3 separate regions of the Sus scrofa genome follow, and all the other regions are linked to region 1. The links are chromatin contacts, called in public Hi-C and HiChIP or PLAC-seq maps. All regions are on one chromosome and are shown on one strand. Each heading gives the region's core, a stretch centred on a gene start, on an enhancer-like site or on the middle of the called end of the contact. The rest is flanking DNA. Distances are from core to core; before and after follow the strand shown.

The links. A called contact is a pair of places that touch in the nucleus more often than the background predicts. HiChIP or PLAC-seq counts read pairs in DNA pulled down with a chosen protein or histone mark.
Region 2: a contact with region 1 is called in an H3K27ac HiChIP or PLAC-seq map of skeletal muscle. The contact joins the promoter of PSIP1 here to the promoter of SNAPC3 in region 1. A contact is called at or near these places in 3 of 5 promoter capture datasets (fetal liver, fetal skeletal muscle and liver), 3 of 47 Hi-C or Micro-C datasets (fibroblasts, heart right ventricle and liver) and 1 of 2 datasets of contacts at active chromatin or transcription factors (skeletal muscle).
Region 3: a Hi-C map of skeletal muscle shows a contact between it and region 1, with 4 times the contacts expected there. The contact joins the enhancer-like site here to the promoter of SNAPC3 in region 1. A contact is called at or near these places in 13 of 47 Hi-C or Micro-C datasets (alveolar macrophages, brain, embryonic fibroblasts and 5 more) and 2 of 2 datasets of contacts at active chromatin or transcription factors (alveolar macrophages and skeletal muscle).

Annotation. Positions count from the first base shown.
Region 1 is chr1:207,251,023-207,255,024 of Sscrofa11.1, reverse strand. It overlaps SNAPC3 (snRNA-activating protein complex subunit 3), which reads left to right and starts at 2,605. Exons shown (of 9, transcript XM_001927743.5): 1 at 2,605-2,957; 2 at 3,663-3,740. The coding sequence starts at 2,641.
Region 2 is chr1:207,171,577-207,175,073 of Sscrofa11.1, reverse strand. It overlaps PSIP1 (PC4 and SFRS1 interacting protein 1), which reads right to left and starts at 1,560. Exons shown (of 11, transcript NM_001243670.1): 1 at 1,380-1,560; 2 at 641-855. The coding sequence starts at 712.
Region 3 is chr1:207,359,520-207,363,427 of Sscrofa11.1, reverse strand. The region is part of intron 2 of TTC39B (tetratricopeptide repeat protein 39B); the gene reads right to left. Among named protein-coding and RNA genes, the nearest start is that of TTC39B, 14 kb to the right of the region's middle. Within about 2 kb of position 1,502, at least 2 of the 83 cell types and tissues checked have an H3K27ac peak or open chromatin away from gene starts, as enhancers often do. A contact at or near this core is called in skeletal muscle, where this site is marked.

The DNA.
Region 1 (4,002 bases), core at 1,356-3,855:
TACTCAGCCATAAAAAAGAATGACATAATGCCATTTGCAGCAACATGGATGGAACTAGAGAATCTCATACTGAGTGAAATGAGCCAGAAAGACAAAGACAAATACCATATGATATCACTTATAACTGGAATCTAATATCCAGCACAAATGAACATCTCCTCAGAAAAGAAAATCATGGACTTGGAGAAGAGACTTGTGGCTGCCTGATGGGAGGGGGAGGGAGTGGGAGGGATCAGGAGCTTGGGCTTATCAGACACAACTTAGAATAGATTTACAAGGAGATCCTGCTGAGTAGCATTGAGAACTTTGTCTAGATACTCATGTTGCAACAGAACAAAGGGTGGGGAAAAAATGTAATTGTAATGTATATATGTAAGGATAACTTGATCCCCTTGCTGTACAGTGGGAAAATAAAAAAATTATTAAAAAATAAAAAAAATAAAACCAAGATCTGGGTAAAAAAAAAAAAAAAAATTTCTTTCACCTGAAATGTGACCTCCTTCTCTGGAGTGAGAGCTCCCCCTGTTGAGGGATTTGGACCAGGGTTTACAGGCCCTGGGAAGACCAATTGTCCTCAGGTTTCGAGAATTCAATTCAAACTAGCAAAAAGTTTTTAAAAAATTACTGGTTTACATAATGGCAAGTCTAGGGGAGGAGTTGGCCTCAGACACATCATTCCAAGACACATGACTTTTCTCTTTTCTGCCTTTCCTTATTTAAACTCTTGGCTTTTTTCCTTCTAACCGTCCACTGGCTGGCACAAGCTATGTCTAGGGCACATCCTTAGGTCTTCAGAATGGAGGAAGGGTGTTTTATAGATAAAAATTCCATGGGAGGATTCTAATTGGCTCTAGCTGAGTCACTTACTCATCCTTGACCCAATCACTGTGGCAAAGGGAGAATGGTTCTATGATTGGCAGCCCCTGGGGGACCAAAAGGAGTAGGCAGGGTCAATGCTAAGAAACAAACTGCTAAGCAGACAAAAACAACGGATGTCTTCTACGACAACCTACCGGTATATACCAGGACTCATAACTTAATTTAAAGTGGGCAAAGGACTTAAATATTCCTCAAAAAAAAAAAAAAGAAAAAAAAAAAAGACAGATGGTCAAAAAAGCACACAAAAAGATGCTCAGTACCATTAGTCACTGGAAAAATGCAATCAAAACCACAAGATACCACTTCACACCCACCAGGATAGCTATAATCAAAGAGTCAGTAAATAACAAGCATTGGCAAGGATGTAGAGAAATCAAAATCCTCATACAATCCTAGTGGCAGTGTAAAATGGGGCAACCACTGTGAAAAGGTCTGGCAGTTCTTCAAATGCTTTAACGACAGAGTTACCACATGACCTAGCAATCCTACATATATATCATTAGATACACATATATCTTCAAGGGAAATGAAACTGCACAAAAATTTGTACATGAATGTTTAGCAGTAGTATCATAATGGCCAAAAGGTAGACCTTTTTTTGATAAATGGATAAATAAAACGTCATATATCCATACACTGTGTATATTTAGCCATAAAAAAGTGAGGTTCCAGTACATACTACAATACGGATAAATCCTGAAAACATGCTAAATGAAAGAAGCTAGTCACTAAAAGATCACATATATGATGCCATTCATATTAAATGCCTAAGGCTGGAGGAGTTGGGATGATAGGTAAAATAAATGGGGTTTCTTTTTGAAGTGATGAAGATGTTCTTAAATTGACTGTGGTGCTGTTTGCCTAACTGTAAATCTACTAAAAGCCATTGAAAGAACATTTACAGCGGGTCAGGTGTATGGTATGTGAATTATAGAGCAATAAGTAAGTAATCAAGGCTCCTCCCATATGTTCTGCTACGTTGCCTCCTCTGGGGCTTCGGACACATGGAGAAAGTGCCATCTGAAGCTAGACGGATTGAGTTCTGACCTTGCTTCTGTCTCCTGGAGGTTAACTCCTTCCTCAGTAGCTCAATGGGGATGGTAATCCCTGCCTGGCAAGGTTGTTGTGATTTTTTAAAATATACACTAGGGATAATAATGTACAGTGTCTGACACATATTAAGTGCTCAAAAAATCAACAGCATGTTGCGCCTGTTCAGCAGTGATACATATATTACTGGGGGTGGGGGGCGTTGGGGAGGTTCTCAAGGAACCGGATCTGGAGGTCCGGTAGTGCCCCCCCCACCCCGTCTCAGCCCTCGACCCCCAAGGCTCTCAGGCTCTGGGACAGTGAGGCAGCCACGCAACCCTTAAATCAACGAAAAGTCCCACACCCCCGGGCCGAGAGGAAAGCACTGAGTGGGGCCATGGGCTTGTCAAAGCCGCTCGGCCCCGCAGAGAGCGACGCTGCGTAACCCGGAGAGCCGAAAAACCAGTCACACAAGCTGCAGTGAACAGAAAACCAAGCCACTCTTCGAAACGCCGCCAGCGGAGAACAATGCACTCAACCCCGCACGCGGAGACTCGCGGTGCCGCGCCCCGGGGCGGGTACGACTCAGGCCCTGCCGGGAAATGTAGTACCTGAAGTTGGGCACGTGCAGCCTCGTTGCCTGCTGGCCCGGGCCCCGCGCAACTGCAAGTCCCAGCATGCTCCGCGAGGCCTTGATCCGCCGGCTTTCTCAGGGAAGGGAGTGGGACGAATATGGCTGAAGGCAGTCGGGGCGGTCCAGCGTGCGGCAGGATGGAGGACAGACAAGACCCGGCCCCCAGCAGTGGTGGCTGCGGCTTTCCAGAGTACGAGCTTCCTGAGCTAAACACACGCGCTTTCCACGTGGGCGCTTTTGGGGAGCTGTGGCGCTGCCGACTGCGCGGAAAAGGGGACTTGTCGCTGAAGGAGCCTCCGGCACCCGCGGTGCCCGAGGGCGACACGGTCGCCGACTCCGGCCGGGAGGATGCTGCCGTGGCCCGGGATCTGGGCTGCAGCCTGGAAGCGGCAGCAGAGCTAAGGGCGGTGTGCGGGTGAGTGCGGGGCCGAGGGGCTCTTGGGACTTGGGGTCTACCCAGGTGCAGCCTTGCTCCTGCGCTCCGCTGGGACTCATCCTAGGGCGGGCCTGTGGTTTACTCCCCCGGGGTAGACAGGCTGCCCTTTCAAAGCTTTCAGCCTGGTGAAAGCCTTCCCTGAGTGACGGGAGAAGTCCCGTGATCGGAATGCACAATTTCTGCTAGTTGGAGTGAAGGGAGAGAGCTGCATAAGAGATTCATTTTTCTACTCACTAGTTTTTTAAGTGATTGTTAATGTAGTAAAACAATTATAGTAACAGCGACGGGTATCTGCCATTGAGAGGCACTTTGATGTTGGAAGGACCTTAGGAACGAAGAAGCTGGAAGGATGTTAAACCAGAATGGAATCTTGATTAACTGTGGTCTCTTTTGGCGACCTCCCGGGTATGCTGTTAATGAGATTTTCCCCAGAGTGCCTTATTTTGGGTGAAAATATGAAAGTAACATCTCTTTGTCTATTTAACAGTATTGGCCTCCTCAAACGCCATGTATCCTTTTACTTAATGAATATCGCACAGAATTCGCCTTTAATTCTGGCCTCCTCTGAGGCGCCTGCTGGATTTTATCTGATTTCTTAATTGTTCATTAACGTATTTAGGACACACTCTTCAACGCGCTACGGAAGGATTCGTGATTGCTTTTTTTTTGTTTGTTTTGTTTTAGCCTTGATAAACTGAAGTGCCTTGAGGAAGGGGAGGATCCAGAAGTCATCCCAGAGAATACCGACCTAGTGACTTTGGGGTATGGAGGACTTTGTCATTTGTTTAAATATTTCTTTCAACATTGTATTATTCAGAAGTCGACAGTATGGTATTGTTATCATTCTATCCACTAAATTCAGGCATTGTTGACATTTAGCCATCTTGGCTTTAGCTCTTTGTGTTTGAGATATTCGCTGTGTGTCTTCTATTGCAGAACGACTCAGTAAGTTGCAGACATTATGATAATTTACCCCGAAATACATGATCATATAGCTCCTAAAAGTATCATTCTCCTACTTAAT
Region 2 (3,497 bases), core at 311-2,810, 79 kb after region 1:
CTATGGGAAACAATCAAAGTAATCAAACAACTTCTTCAAGGTCATAAGGCAAACTTTTCCAGTAAAAACACAAAAATAAGTTTTATAAACCATCCTTGATGCTATCTTATCATAAAACTTTCAAGAACATCCAATCCTCTATCATATTAAACAAGTCAATCCAAAAGGCCTGATCTACTATAGAACAGGAAAAAAGTACCTATGAATTCAATTTAATCACATACAACTCTTTGACACCTAAATAGTTTGCATAGATCCCACTGGTATTTTGCATTTTACTCAAAATTAGGAAAAGGTCAATGTTTCATTAATTTTTAAACGTCAAATCTATACTTGATTATTTTCACCTACAGTGGAACATTAATTGCATCACCTTTAAATATCTCTATTAAAGAAACCTGCCAAAGTCTGTCAAAAACAAACCACAGAAAAATACCTAGTTATGTAAAAACATCAGGATTTTTAAATTACATGGGAGATTAGTGGGCCAAAAAAACCCTAAAAAGGTGAGCTTATAAATGAGACTAAAGAACTCGAGGGAGAGAAAAAGAAACGAGAAAAAAAAATTCAGAGAAAAGGATAGGAAGTAGGCCTCTGAAAAAGGTAGCATCGCTAAATGAGAAAGCTAAAAATCACTTACTCGAGCTGGCCAATGAGGATAACCTTTCATCTTGGCGAAGATGAGATCCCCAGGTTTGAAATCACGAGTCATGTTTCGGGGGCGAGGCCGGGGGTCCGAAGCCCAGGGAGGAGGAGCGGTGGTGCGGACGCCGAGGGGATGCGGGAGGGCGGAGGGGAGCCGAGGCTCCCCTGGGCGGCGGGAGGGAGAGGATGCCTCGGGGTGTCCCGACGCTCCTGCGAGGGAGAGCACCGAGGGCGGTTAAAGCTCAGAAACCCGAAGGGAGGGGCTGTACGGGGAGGAACGGGGGAGGGGAGGACCGTGGAGGGGCAGGGGTGGGGGTGGGAGAGTGAGGGGAGAGCCGCCTCCTGCTCCTCCCCCGCGAGTACTCGGCCTCCGCAGCCCGAGAGCTTCCCCTCCAGGCTCCGCCAGGTCCACCGCTCGACGACCGAAAAGACGCCACCACCTGAGGCAGAGATGCTTCTCAGCCCAATTCTTCTCTCTCCAGCCCCATCTTTCCTCTGGCTTTTTTCCCCCAAGCTTAAGCCCCAAGAGGGAGGGGGAGGAGGAGAAAAAGATGGCAAAAGCAAGGCGAACGTTCTCTTCCTATCCACACACGACCTCTCCCCTAGCCTGTTTCCCCGATAGTAGCAGCCCCGGGCCGAACCTCGGCTCACGGGCGGGCCGCGGCCACTTCCCCGCTACAGCCAGGAGTGAGGCCACCGAGGGGGGGCGGGGCGAGTCCCCGCCGCCCGCTCACCTGCCGGGGCCGCGGGCGCTGGGGCTGCGGTGGCGGACCGGCCGCCTCTGCCCGCGTCCACGCAAGCCACCTGCGCCACCAGCTGCCGCAGAGGCGTCTCAACGGCTCCGAATCGCAACCGCCGCCGCCGCTGCCGCCGCCGTCGCTGCGCTGCTCCCGCGCGGCTCCCGCTCGGCGCCCGCTAGCACTGGGGCGGGACCAACTGCTCGCCGACGAGGGGGAGTAACGCAGCACCCGCCAAAGGTCTGTGGCTCCGGAGAGGAACTTCAGGAGGCCATAGATCCCCAAGTTCGCTTTGGCCTAATAGTTGCAGTCAGACAGAGAGAGATACGGGTCCAAAGAAGAAAAGGAGTGGACACTAACAGGTCGGCCCGCTGTGGTTCCCCCCTGCGGTTTGTGGAATGGTCGGGCCCGGCCCGCCCCTGCTGGCTGCTCTGCGTGTGTGTATTTGTATGTGTACTGTATGTAAAAGGCGGGGAGGGAGGAAACGATTGTTGTGGACAGGGTTTGGGGGCGGGTATCTGGGCCTCCAGCCCTTGGCTGTGTGTTAGGGAGAACCTGGCAGCCTAAGCTAACATGTTCTTCCATCGTTTCCCAGGGTGGGGAGGTTTTCATTGCTGCAGTTGCGCGGTTTGCACCATCCAAAAAAGAACTGTACAAAAACCCATAGATGAAATCAGAGCATAAGGCGATTGCACTGTGCAGCTTGTAGGCCTCTTAAGCCTCGCTGAAGGGGGCTTGCAGGCTCCTTTTCTTGAAATTGTAATTTGAGAAAGCCCCATTTCTTTGCTTTTAAATTTAAAGCACCAAGAACTATTAAGAAAAATGCAATCTTAACGAATGCAAACCGTGCAGGATAGAAAACAATGACAGGAAAGCATAAGCCTTTCAGATAGGATGTGGGTTTGGGCCCTGACTTAATTTTAGCGGCATCTAAATTTTATTTCCCTAGTAGAATAGTAGCTGGTAGGTGGTACAGTGTAAAAGTACTACTGAACCTCAGATGTTTTATCTTTTAAAATACTCTTAAAGGATTTTCTAATTTCTTAATCCTTTAGCCAATATAATTTTAGTATGTTTTTTTTAAAGTACCTACTGTGTGTCAAGCATTCTTAAGTGCTGGGGGTACAACCATGAACAACAAGCACAGATAATTCCAATTTAAAACAATGAAAATATGAAAAAAGAATAAGAATATTAAAATATATAAAAAGTACATAGTTCATACTCCTTTAAATGAAGGACTCAACTGGGATGAAATCAAAAAAAGCTTAATATTAAATAAGCAAAAAATTGAGAATTTTTTGAAAGAGATATACATAGGCCTTTAAAAAGAATGAAAGAAGATGTTCCCAATACAAAATGTCTTTCAAGAAGACTAAAGCATACTTTGCAACATGCAGAGGGTTCCAAGTGATGCCAAAACAGAAACTGACTGGCAAGAGAGAGGGGGGCTGGAGAAAAGTGTTGAAGCCTCCCATCCTGAATTTGCGTTTGATATGTATACTAGGGAGCTACTAATTACTGCTGAACAAGAAAGTTAAAGATAATTCTTTAAAAAGTTATTCTTGCTTGCTACAAAATAGATGTCAGTAGAAGGAAGCTGGATGTTAGTACTGTACTCCCTAAGTGACTGGTTTCTGGATAACACTGTTGACTATGAAAAAGGGAAGGAAGGGCACAGCTAAGTTAACACAAAGGAATAATTGTCAGTTAGTCATAAATCGTGCGCAGGAAAAAGCAGAGAAAGACGTATTAAAGAAAATTCAAGACACTGAGTAGATAAGACTAAGGCATCATCATTCAGCAATCATTTTTTGTGCACCTCCTTTGTTTTAAGCCCAGTAAGCCTTTGCGACTCCAAGTGCGGTCCAGGGCCCTGAGGTTGGGCTTCACCTGGGAGCTTATTAGAAGAAACTTAGCCTTTTCCCAGACCAGCTAACTCAGAATCTGCATTTTAACAAGACCCCCAGATGATTCTTACTCATATTCCGGTTTGAGAAACTGCTTCTATGCAGGATACTACAGATCATAGGAACTTAAAATCAAATCGGGAAGACAGATATATATTAATAGATAAATTATAATTATATTAAAAGATAACTTTTTATTAGTGGT
Region 3 (3,908 bases), core at 253-2,752, 110 kb before region 1:
GGTGTTCCCATTGTGGCTCAGCAGGTTAAAAACCTGACATAGCCTCCATGAGGATGCAGGTTCAATCCCTGGCCTCACTCAGTGGATTGAGGATTTGGCATTGCCAAAAGCCACAGCTAAGGCCACAGATGCAGTTCAGATCCAGTGCTGCTGTGGCTGTGGCATGGACCCCAGCTGTATCTCCAGTTTGACCCCTAGGCCAGGAACTTCCACATGCCACAGGTGCGGCCCTAAAAAGAATAGGAAAGAGAAAGAGATAAAGAGAAATAGAGAGAGAGAAAGAGAAAGAAAGGAAGGAAGGAAGGAATGCCCTCCTGTCTCCTCCATACATCTGTCTAGTTGGTCATCATCCACATGGACTCAAGGAGACCTATTTTCAATGGTCCGTTGCTTATTTTGGCATTCAAATTGTCCCAAATTTGGTCTAGGCAATTTTTACATTTCTATTTACCCCCTCCGAGCAAATTCTAATACCTAGAACCTGCTTATTATGAGAATTCTGTTTTGCCCAGGAATCTCACAAGGTTAAGGCTTAGACTCAATTATTTTTTCTGAGCGACCTAATGAAAACTGAGTTAGGTAACCACTGACCTACACACTTGACACACCAATATACATTACAAAATGGATCTTATTTAAAAGGGAATATTAAGGGTCTGCTTGATTTGCTGTCATCTGAAGCTAAGCTTCCTTACTAATTCTTAGCTGATCTAAATACTTGCAGAACCGAAAGGACCATCAGCATTTACACAAGAATAATGGTGCAGACCGCTAAAATTCAGTCTTTTTAATTGTTTCTTTTTAATTAAGGCAAAGAGCTATCTAGAGTGAAAACTGGCAGAAAAGTGCAGCCAGCGTAAAAATAAAGAACTGCCAAAATTAAGAAGCTGAGAGGGAGTTCCCATGGTAGTTCAGTGGTTAACAAATCCGACTAGGAACCATGAAGTTGCTGGTTCAATCCCTGGCCTCACTCAGTGGGTTAAGGATCTGGCGTTGCCATGAGCTGTGGTCGAGTCGTGGATCGTATGTTGCTGTGGCTCTGGCGTAGGCCGGCAGCTACAGCTCTGATTAGACCCCTAGCCTGGGAACCTCCATATGCTGTGGGTGCAGCCCTAGAAAAGACAAAAAAAAAAAAAAAAAAAAAAAAAAAAAGAAGTTGAGATATATCTGGAGACAACAGAACCAGTCAGAACAGTCAATAGAGTTTTGACCAATCACAGCAGAAATTTCAGGAACTGTAGCACAATTCACAGAGACAGGAACTCTGGGGAGCCTGATAGATTTGTGGCTGTAGTAGTGAGTTGATTCTGGGTGAGAGTTAGGTTACATCCATTGAGATATACCCGTACAAGATTTGAAAGTCTGAGGTCATTTTTCTGCCCCTTTCTGACTTCTGCTGTCCAGCAAGGGTGAGAAGACTGAGGTTGTCTCAACAGCAGGGCTCAGTATCCTTTCTCCACCTTCCAGTATATAAAACACAGTGGCAGCAGAGGCTTCTCTATTCCAGCTTTCTGATGTAAGAATCAAAGCCACCACAAAGTGCTGGGAAATCAGCTCCAGAATCATCAGTCTGGATGCCCCTGAGGGTCATTCCAGAGGCCTAGCCTAAAACTGGGCCATCAGCCCCTCTATGCATTTTGTAAGCACCTGATTCCCTTCTTAAACTTTCTTCCTTAAACTAGGTAAAGCAGTTTCCACTTCCAGCACTGAAACCCGATGGAGTGAGGAAGATGACAGAGAAGACAATAAATGTACGGAATAATACAGACAGTGATCCTATCTACAAGGAAATAAACAGAAGTAAAGAGAAAGGCTGCTTTGGAGATGTAACCTAAGGAAAGCTGCACTTGGAACCTGATCTTCCAAGTGAGAATGGAAAGTTGAGAAGGAGCTGGTCACGTGGAGGCCTGGTGCAATCCGCCAGGCTGGGGAAACACTCACTGAGGTGGGGGCGGGGGGGGGGGAGAAGCCAGGGTGGCTACAGTAGAGGAATGAAGGGCAGAGGGACAGGAGATGAGCTGGAGGAGGAAAGCAAAAGAAAGGAAGTGTGGATGGATTTCATCCTAAAACTTTGAAGTACAGGTGTAACGTGAATACCATTTGTAAAAGAGCACTTGGGCTGCAGGGTGAGGGTGGATTGTAAAAGGCAGAGGGGAAGCTAGGAGACCTTGAGGATGCTCTCCAGGAGGTACAGGGTGAGACACTGTGCCGAGGCCTGGGGACACGGTAGAGATGGAGAAAGGGGGCCAGGATACAGTAGGGAGCAGTGTTTTGGAGGAAGAGCAACAGTACCAGCTGATGACAGAGATGTGGGAACAGAAAAGGAAAATCAAGTTTGAGGCATGAAGAGGGTTTTTTGGGTCAAATAAGGCCATGTTAAGGAGCCTTGTGTTTGTCCTTAAATAATTAAGGAAAGGGTGATTGTCACCAAATTGCCATAATGGAAATGGAATGCTTTTCAGTTTTTGACAAAAAGAAGGGAGTTCATTTAAACATGTCCCATGTCCTGAAGTGAGCCTTACCTTCTGTCACGTGAAACCTACTCCCCCTCAACCCACCGCATGCAGATTTAAAGTTCTGACTTGGAGGACTTCCCTGGTGGCTCAGCGAGTTAAGGATCCAGCATTGTCACTGCTGTGGCTTGGGTTTGATCCCTGGCCTGGGAACTTTCACATGCCATGGGAATAATGAAAAACTAAACAAAAATTAAAACCCTGACTTGGACAGGGTTTGCATATATCAAAAAAAAGGGGACTCTTACCTAAATTAAAATGTAGCCTTCTCTACCATAAACTACAAAGGAAGATAAAGCAGTTAAGTCTTTAGAAGAAAAAAATAATTCAAGCTGGTAGCTTCACTTTTTAAATTGCCAATATAATCAGCAATACAATAGAATTTGTGGAGCCTCACACCTTAGTAAAGTCATATCTACTATTTATGAAATCAGAGTAGGTTTGCTTGCCATCTGCTGAAAAAGAATTCCCACGAATCTCAGTGTTTTCCATTTTGGAAAGTTGGGAGAAATACCACCTATGCACACGTGTTAGTATTACTAAATAAACTGTTAAAAATGTGAACACTTCAGGATTCTAAAAGCATTAAGTGCATGAATAAATTCTACTCATCCTCATTTTCGGAATGCTCCCAGATGGACTGCATGAGTGTTTTCACTTTGTCCCACTGCAGGCATTAGGAAGCTTTGGCTCCAAGTGCCTTGCTCTTGGTTACCTGGCTTGAGGTAGTTATCCACAGGGACAGTTTTCATCATTTGTACTATTAAACGAAAACAAAAACAAAACAAAACTAATCTTAAAATTTATATCAGCAAATGACCATTGAATGTCAGGATGTTCAACATGTCTAGTTGCAGTATATGATACAAATTTACTGGGATTCTCTCCTGCTCTGTAAAATTCTGGCCATCCTTACCTACTGATTAAAAGAAAAATCTCAATCTAACATACAGCACAAATGAACCTTTCCACAGAAAAGAAACTCATGGACTTGGAGAACAGACTTGTGGTTGCCAAGGGGGAGGGGGAGGGAGTGGAATGGACTGGGAGTCTGGGGTTAATAGACGCAAACTATTGCATTTGGAGTGGATAAGCAATGAGATCTTGCTGTATAGCACAAGGAACTCTATCTAGTCACTTAGGATGAAATATGATGGAGGATAATGTGAGAAAAAAGATGTATATTTGTGTGTGACTGGGTCACTTTGCTGTACTGTAGAAAATGATAGAACACTGTAAACCAACTATAATGGAAAAAATAAAAATCATTTAAATAAATAAAAGAAAAATCTATACATAATTGTTCAAACGAATGGCTGCAGCTAACATCTATAGTACGGCAGGAACTGGGTGAGGTGCCAGGGCTGCAGCAGCGACTCTCTGAAGTGACAGCTA